Regions from separate parts of the Sus scrofa genome. Here region 1 is linked to region 2. The links are chromatin contacts, called in public Hi-C maps. All regions are on one chromosome and are shown on one strand. Each heading gives the region's core, a stretch centred on a gene start, on an enhancer-like site or on the middle of the called end of the contact. The rest is flanking DNA. Distances are from core to core; before and after follow the strand shown. Region 1 holds the start of FDFT1 (farnesyl-diphosphate farnesyltransferase 1). Region 2 holds the start of MTMR9 (myotubularin-related protein 9).

Region 1 (4,157 bases), core at 160-2,659, 520 kb before region 2:
CTCAGTGGCCTGTCTCCTCAATGGCAAGCAGCATGATAGGGTCAGGAGAGGGAGCTCTGGAAATCAGACTGCCAGGGTCAATGGCCACTGAACAGCTGTGAGAAGACCTCAGGTAATAATTAGCCTCTCTATGCCTGTTTCTTCATCTACAAACGCAGGAAAAATAATAGTAGCTTTATTACATTTTATCGACCTGACAAGATAATGAGCTCTCTGGGTGTCTTATTTATCTATACATGTCATTCTGCCATGCTGCAACCCGTATAATACCTAAATACAGAACAGGTGTTTAATAAATGGCTGCTAAATAGTCAACAGAGGTGGAGGCTAGTCAACAGATGGAGGCTAGACTTGAAGGATGAGGATTCTAAGTTACGAGATAATAGGAAAACTTTTCTTTCCGATGGAAAACGTAAATGTTTTAATAAAGGACAACAACTAAGAGTAAATTTAAACAAAGAACAGTATTTGTGGTATTTCCATTGGGAAAAATAATTCAGAACTCTTGCTATAACCCACTAATTTGGCTGAATGTGTCTATTCATTCAATAATCACTTAAGAATAATTTTTTCTTGTTAGAATAAATACCTTTGTAAGCATTCACTTAACAAAGGGTACACGAGTGAGGCAGATGAAACATAAACAAAACCAAGTCCGGCCGTGAGCTGCCAGTAGTGTAGCTAATCAACATACATAAAGACAACAAGGAAGCACTTGCAAGAGCAGATACCACGTTCCAAAAAAACTGAGGGAGCTCTGAGGAGGAAGGCATGGATCCTGCTGATCAGAGGAAGAAGTTTATGGAGGAGATGGTGTAACTGAAAAATGGAAGGATGAGTAAGGTTTCATTCCAGAAGAGGTATTCGTGACAATATCTGCATAGTTCATGACGTTCACAAAATCCTCTCACACGTCCTCTACCCATGTAGTCTCAGTTTTGCAACCCACGTATTTAGAACACAGAAAAATATCAATGCTCGGGGACAGAACGAAATTAGAAGCAAAACTACCTGAAGAGCAATGTCTTAAACGAGCAGAAACATTTTAAGCAGCAAGACCACTTGGTGAGGACGCCTAGGGGACCAAGGTCAGCCAGGCCGGATGTTGGATTACGGGGAGCGGACCCAGGCTGGGCGGGTGGGGCTGCCTGACAGGGCAGGGGTCTGCTCCTCAGAGGGAAGGAGAGAGTCCGAGGCTTCTGGCAGCGCTGGCTGCAGCTCTCGATTTGGGGTCGGATCAGCCAGGCCCGGAAGCCGACCGTCCAGCGCAGCCTCCCGGCTCCGCCAGGGTGCAGAGATGCTCGGCCCACCTGATTCATCTTGGGTATCACCTTCCGCCGGCCCCCCATCTGGAAGCGCAGCAGATTGTAGAACTCCTCGGGGTGCCCCAGGCACTTCACGAACTCCATGCTGCTGGCAGCGGCCAACTATCCGAAATCTGGTCTCACCTCGAGGATACCTCGGGCTGGCACCGGTCCGCACTTAACCAAGCATTAAGCGAAGGAGGCGCGGCGGGAGGGCGGGGCTGGCGTGGCGGGCCCCGAGAAACGGCGCCACGCCCACTTCCCCTCCAACCTCCACCGGCCTCCGGCTCTCGCGCCGCAGCCTGTGGGCTCGCGGGGTGGACTGACGGGCGCTGATTGGCCAGGGCCGCTCGCACCAGGAAGATGCTGGCCAATCGGCGGCAGGATGAGTCTGGCGTGAGGACCACATCCTAGAGGCTAATTGGAGGGTGAGAAAGAGGAGGAGGGGTGAGATTGGCATTCCTGGTGGGGGCGGGCCCTTGTTATCTCCGCCTATCCTGCCCAGAGCCAGATCTGCTCAGCCTCTAAGCGGAACTAAGTTCCTTAGAGGTTCTCTTGGCCAATGTCCGCTAGGATTTTGTTAATAAGCTGAATGCTTGTTTGCCCTGCTGGCCAAATCAGTTCTTCCTGGAGAGAAGCCAAGACTCACTGTGGGTGGGATCGGCCTGAGGCTTCCGAGCATCCAAATTTAGTTCCCAAAATGGATTTGAAGCGTTTCTTCGACCCTTCCGAAGGTGATGAGGAAAATTTTATCTCTATTCTAAATCTCTCACAAGCCCAGGAAACTGCTTGCTCTCCCAGCCGTTAAATTTATATTAACACAGCAACCAGTGATCCTTTTTAAAATTAATGTCAGATCGGGATCACTGCCTGAAAACCCCCGCAATGTCTCACCAGTTCACTTAGTAAAGGTCAAAGTCCCTAGGAGAGGCTTACAATCACTGCCTGTGGAGCCTTCTATCCCCATTGCCTCTCTCACCCCCATTTTTAATCCCTTTCTCCACCGCCCCAGGGAGGGGGTGGTGTGCAGTGGCTCAATGTAGGATCTCAGTTCCCTGACCAGGGACTGAACCCCAGCTGCAGCAGTGAAATCGCTGAGTCCTAACCACTCTACCGCCAAGGAACTCCACATAATAATGCAACACTTTGCTGTCCCCCACAAGTGGCAGACTTAACCTATCCTAACAACTTTCTCACTGAACCTGCAAAAGGCACTAACAGTCTCCCAGTGGCCTAATTATATATAAAATACAGATGTCATCCCTAACCTCTCTCTGCTCTCCCTACATCCACCCTTTGGAAGTCATTCATGCGTTCTCTGGAGTCCAAGAAACAAACGTCTCTCATATTTTTTTGGCTGCCTCGCGGCATTTTGAGTTCCCAGAGCCAGAGATCAGATCCGAGCCACAGCTGCCACCTATGCCCACAGCTGTGGCACCTCGGGATCCCCCAACCCTCACTGGCCAGGCTGGTGATCAAACCTGTGTCCTGGCACTGCAGAGACGCCGCTGATCCCATTGCACCACAGCGGGAACTCCTAAACATCTCTCGTCTTAATCTCTCTTCTCCATCAAGGTTCAAGCCCCAACTTCTCTCCCAAACTATTTTAAGATCAGCTTCCCATCTCTCTCCATCCATTCCCTTGTGATAGCTCAAGTAACTGTATCTAAAACACACACTTGATTATTTCACTCTTGCCTACCGTCTTTTCATTTCAAATTCCATAAAAGAAATCCCTTTCAAGATAAAATCAAGGCCCCCTTATGCTACGCTGAGCCAGCGCCTGGGCCTGGAATGGGGCCACAGCCACAGCTGAGCCGGCCGCCTCCCACTGCGCCCGGGTCATGGACCCCCACAAAGTGAGCAAACTTCTAGCCTTCATGAAAATGTGTAAGCAGGACCCCAGCGTTCTGCACACTGAGGAAATGCGCTTCCTGAGGGAGTGGGTGGAGAGCATGGGGGGTAAAATACCACCTGCTACTCATAAAACTAAATCAGAAGAAAATACCAAGGAAGAAAAAGCAGATAGTAAGAAGGTGGAGGAAAACATAAAGACAGATGAACCCTCAAGTGAGGAAAGTGATCTGGAAATTGACAATGAAGGTGTGATTGAACCAGACACTGATGCTCCTTAGGAAATGGGAGATGATGGATCAGGCAAATGATAAAAAAGTAGCTGCCATCAATGCCCTAAATAATGGTGAACTACAGAAAGCCATTGACTTGTTCATAGATGCCATCAAGCTAAATCCTCATTTGGCCATTCTGTATGCCAAGAGAACCAGTGTCTTCATCAAATTACAGAAGCCAAATGCTGCCATCTGAGACAGTGACAGAGCTATTGAAATAAATCCTGATTCAGCTTAGCCATACAGGTGGCCAGGGAAAGCACACAGACTTTTGAGCCATTGGGAAGAAGCAGCCCATGATCTTGCCCTTGCCTGTAAGCTGGATTATGATGAAGATGCTAGTGCAATGCCAAAAGAAGTTCAGCCAAGGGCCCAGAAAATTGCTGAACATCGGCGAGAGTATGAGCAAAAACGAGAAGAGTGAGAGATAAAAGAAAGAATAGAAAGGCTTAAGAAGGCTCTGGAAGAACATGAGAGAGCCCAGAGGGAGGAAGAAGCCAATCAGGAGCTCAGTATGGTTCTTTTCCAGGTGGCTTTCCTGGGGGAATGCCTGGTAATTTTCCTGGAGGAATGCCTAGAATGGGAGGAATGCCTGGGCTCAATGAAATTGTTAGTGATCCCAAGGTTCTTACAGCCATGCAGGACCCAGAAGTTATGGTGGCCTTCCAGGATGTGGCACAGAACCCAGCAAATATGTCGAAATATCAGAGCAACCCAAAGGTTA
Region 2 (3,676 bases), core at 617-3,116:
ATGTCTGAAATGTAACAACATTCAATAAATGTTTAACAAATTTGGGAGGAGCAAGGCATTCCAGGCAGAAGGAAGAGAATGTCAGTAAAATACAGACATCAGAGAATGCAGGACAAGGATGAGCAAATAAATAAATAAATAGTGAGGACTGGCTGGTAAAAAGAGTTCAGGAAAGGGAATGGCAAGAAGTAGGTAGGGCCAGAATAAGGAGTGCCAGCAAGACAGACTAAGGGGTGTCGACATTATATGCAGGCAAGGAGAGAATATTAAAAACTTTTACACAGGAGAATGTGATTTCAGGAGTTCAGCAGGATCCCTCTGTTTGAAACCATAACTCTATCACCACTTCCTCATATAGTGTTTAACTTCTATTGTTAGATAGTATTTTCCCTTAAGGTGTACCCTCTCTAGGAATCTTAATATCCTAATTCTCCTGAGAGGTAATTGAAAAAGCTGATGTCAATCATTTATATCTTAGTGTAAATTGGATAACCAATTGACCTTCTTTGGGCTACATTAAGTACACAGAGCCTCTGGGAATTGTGATGATAAAAGATAACTTTATGACTCTGAGACACTACCCTGGAAGGACAGAGTGGGATGCAAAAAAGAGGTTAATTAATGCCTTGGTTTAAGAGCCAATTGTGTTCTTTCCAAAAGCAGAACAAAGATAAATAGAAGACGTTATAATCTCCCATAATGGGAAGTGTTAAGTTGATGACTTGGAAAATAAAAGTAAGGAGAAATATGATAAACTGAACATTTTTAAGAGGGGGGAAAGGTTTTGTGGCATTTATACTGAGTTGAGTTTTGCTCAGAAGTGGCAAGTAAAGATTTCACCAAAATCACATCAATCACAACTTCATGAACTATGATGGACAATTAATATTCAAGGAATATGATGGTGAAGAAGAAATTTTAAAAGAAAACGTTGCAAATCCACCCAAATAGTGGTATATACCAAAAATGGCAATCAGGATAAAAAAAAACCACGTGATACCCCTGGGAATTCCAGTTAGATTTAACAGAAACCACATATCTCATTTGGATGGTTTTCTGCTTTCTAAAACTCAAATCCTCAATCTGGACTGGAGGAGGCTCGTTCTGCTGGCTAGTTGGGCGACAGGAGGCGAAGAAAACACTGGGGCACGTTCTCGCAGACGTGCACCTGACGACCCCACTTTCCCCGCAGAATAGGGAGGGGGTGGGGTAGGCACTCACCGCTTGTCGATGGCGTCGATGTTTGAATGGAGGAGCCACAGCTCCTCCGTGTTGTCCTGCCTGGACGACAGGATCAGGTGGTGACCAGTCAGACACAAGGTCCCCTCGACGGCCGGGTAGAAAGGCCGGTGCAGCACCACGTTGTCCACCCGCGGCGTCTTAATCAGCTCCGCAAACTCCATGTTCCCCAGCGGCCGGAGCCAGGGGACTGCCGAGTCCGGGAGGTGCGAGAAGGTTACACCGCCGCAGGGCTGAAGGGAACGACCCGGCACTGGGCAGGCCGGAGGGGCGGGAGCCGGGGCGGGGTGGCCGCGCCCCGCCCCAAGCCGGGGTAGGCGCGGCGAGGCCCCTGGCCACCGTCACTGGCCAGTGAAAGATCTGGGCTGGGCCAGGCCGAGCGTCTCTGCCACACCGCTCAGTCCCCGCCCCAGGCCGAGGACTCGTGTAGTGAGGACGCTCCGCGACAAACCCAACAGCTACCGCCGCACCTAGGGACCCGGCCCCGGGTGGGAAGGATGCAAGGAGGAGGAGGAGGCCGCCCTAGGGTCAGAGTCTAAAACTGAGACCCTAAGGACTCCTGGCGGAAGTAGCTGCTCGCAGCGGGAGCCTAGAGCAACTCCGGGCGGAAGCGGCGAGCTTGAAATTCATATGACAGGAAGTCAGACTCGGATGTCTGACCCCCGCCTATGTCCTATGAAAATGCCTCCGGATATACAGCCGGAACTGAAGATTTGTGTTCCTAGTAGGAAAAAGCTCTTTGTCCGTATGCCCCCCACTGCATCCGCCACCCACACAAATATTTCTTAGGAGAAAAGGCCGAGGGAAAAGGGACGGTAAGAAGAGGTCCCTGATCTGCCTTCTTCCACTTGAGTAGTAATTCTTCAAGTAATCGTCTTCAGAGCGGAAGGCTGCTGTTAATTGTGACGATTTTCATCCATTCGCGGTGAAAAGGCGGCAGGTGGGATCGAACCGGTGATTATGACTCCAGAGACGCTCTAGGTGTAAGGGAGGGGCAAGGACGGATGCCGCAGGGGTTGTGACCTTGAACAAACACCTGTGAGAGGGGGGACCTAGGAAGAAATACATACAATACACAGAAAAGGAAGCGATGTCCTGTACGGAAGCTCCAGTGACTTCCAAAACACGGCTAATCTGTAGCGGCTCTTTCAATCTAGGTCTATGAAATCCAAGGCACTGGGCATTGTTCACCACTGCACTGTTTCGCCATTGAATACAATCCAACGAAACTACTTCCAGACGCCTAGATTATGCCAGGAAGCAACAGAGAAGGGAGACCGAGGAGAAATGATTTATAAAGCTTTTTTTTTTTTTCCTTGACTTGGAATTTTTGTTGTTTTCCCACTGTGTAGTTCATCATAGCAATTACCAGTTGTGGACGGGAAAATTTACTTACAAAATGAAAAATTAGGGAAAGTGTTATGGAGAAGTTAGAGTAAGATTTACAACCCGCATGAAGTGTAGCCAAGATAGCTGACGAGTTTGATGATGCCTACTAGAACTAAGGAAAAATTCTTTAGAAATTTCGTGACTTCTTCCTGAAAAAGAGCCTATGGAAAGAATATAATATCATTAATTTTTTTTTTATCTTTTTTTGCTATTTCTTGGGCCGCTTCCGCGGCATATGGAGGTTCCCAGGCTAGGGGTCCAATCGGAGCTGTAGCCACTGGCCTACGCCAGAGCCACAGCAACGCGGGATCCGAGCCGCGTCTGCAACCTACACCACAGCTCACGGCAACGCCGGATCGTTAACCCACTGAGCAAGGGCAGGTACCGAACCCGCAACCTCATGGTTCCTAGTCGGATTCGTTAACCACTGCGCCACGATGGGAACTCCGTAAATTTTAAAATGTTTAATATTCCATTAAGGCATAAACTCTTTTTGCCCACGAGAGAAAACTGTCAATATTATGCTGGACTGTAATAATGAAATACCGGAAACTATTAGAAAATGACATCTTCTCTGGGTTGAAACTTCAAGCATAGAAAGCCCTTGTGATCTGAAGAAAACATTCAATAATAGAGACTAAAGGAGGTAGGGAGCAAAATAGGTTAACTTACTATATGAGCAGTAGATGGCAGAGTTCAACAGTAATGGGATAGGCATTCGCTCTTAAGTGAAGCTGTAGTCAAGTAAGTTATAATCTGAACTCCTGGGTATAAGGGTCTCAGAGGATTCTGATAAACCAAATAAGATGATGGCATTTATAATGTACAGAAAACAGTCGACACCTTACAGATATGATTGTTATCATTTTATCTGATAATAAATGGCACTCATATGTAAACATTGAGGTGTTAACTAGCATGTCTTAAGTGCCAACTTGATCATCACCACTGTGGGGAATGGAGCATCTCAGCTGGAAAAGGCACTGCCTCTGTGCGCCATTGATGAGCAGCTGTTCTCCTTGAGCTTTGTAATATATGTTGACTGTAC

What was found. A called contact is a pair of places that touch in the nucleus more often than the background predicts.
Region 1: a contact with region 2 is called in a Hi-C map of skeletal muscle, with 5 times the contacts expected there. The contact joins the promoter of FDFT1 here to the promoter of MTMR9 in region 2. A contact is called at or near these places in 2 of 47 Hi-C or Micro-C datasets (heart right ventricle and skeletal muscle) and 1 of 2 datasets of contacts at active chromatin or transcription factors (alveolar macrophages).

What each region holds. Positions count from the first base shown.
Region 1 is chr14:14,973,511-14,977,667 of Sscrofa11.1, reverse strand. It overlaps FDFT1 (farnesyl-diphosphate farnesyltransferase 1), which reads right to left and starts at 1,409. Exons shown (of 8, transcript NM_001167648.1): 1 at 1,311-1,409. The coding sequence starts at 1,409. It also overlaps the pseudogene LOC100623855.
Region 2 is chr14:14,456,164-14,459,839 of Sscrofa11.1, reverse strand. It overlaps MTMR9 (myotubularin-related protein 9), which reads right to left and starts at 1,866. Exons shown (of 10, transcript XM_021072388.1): 1 at 1,222-1,866. The coding sequence starts at 1,403.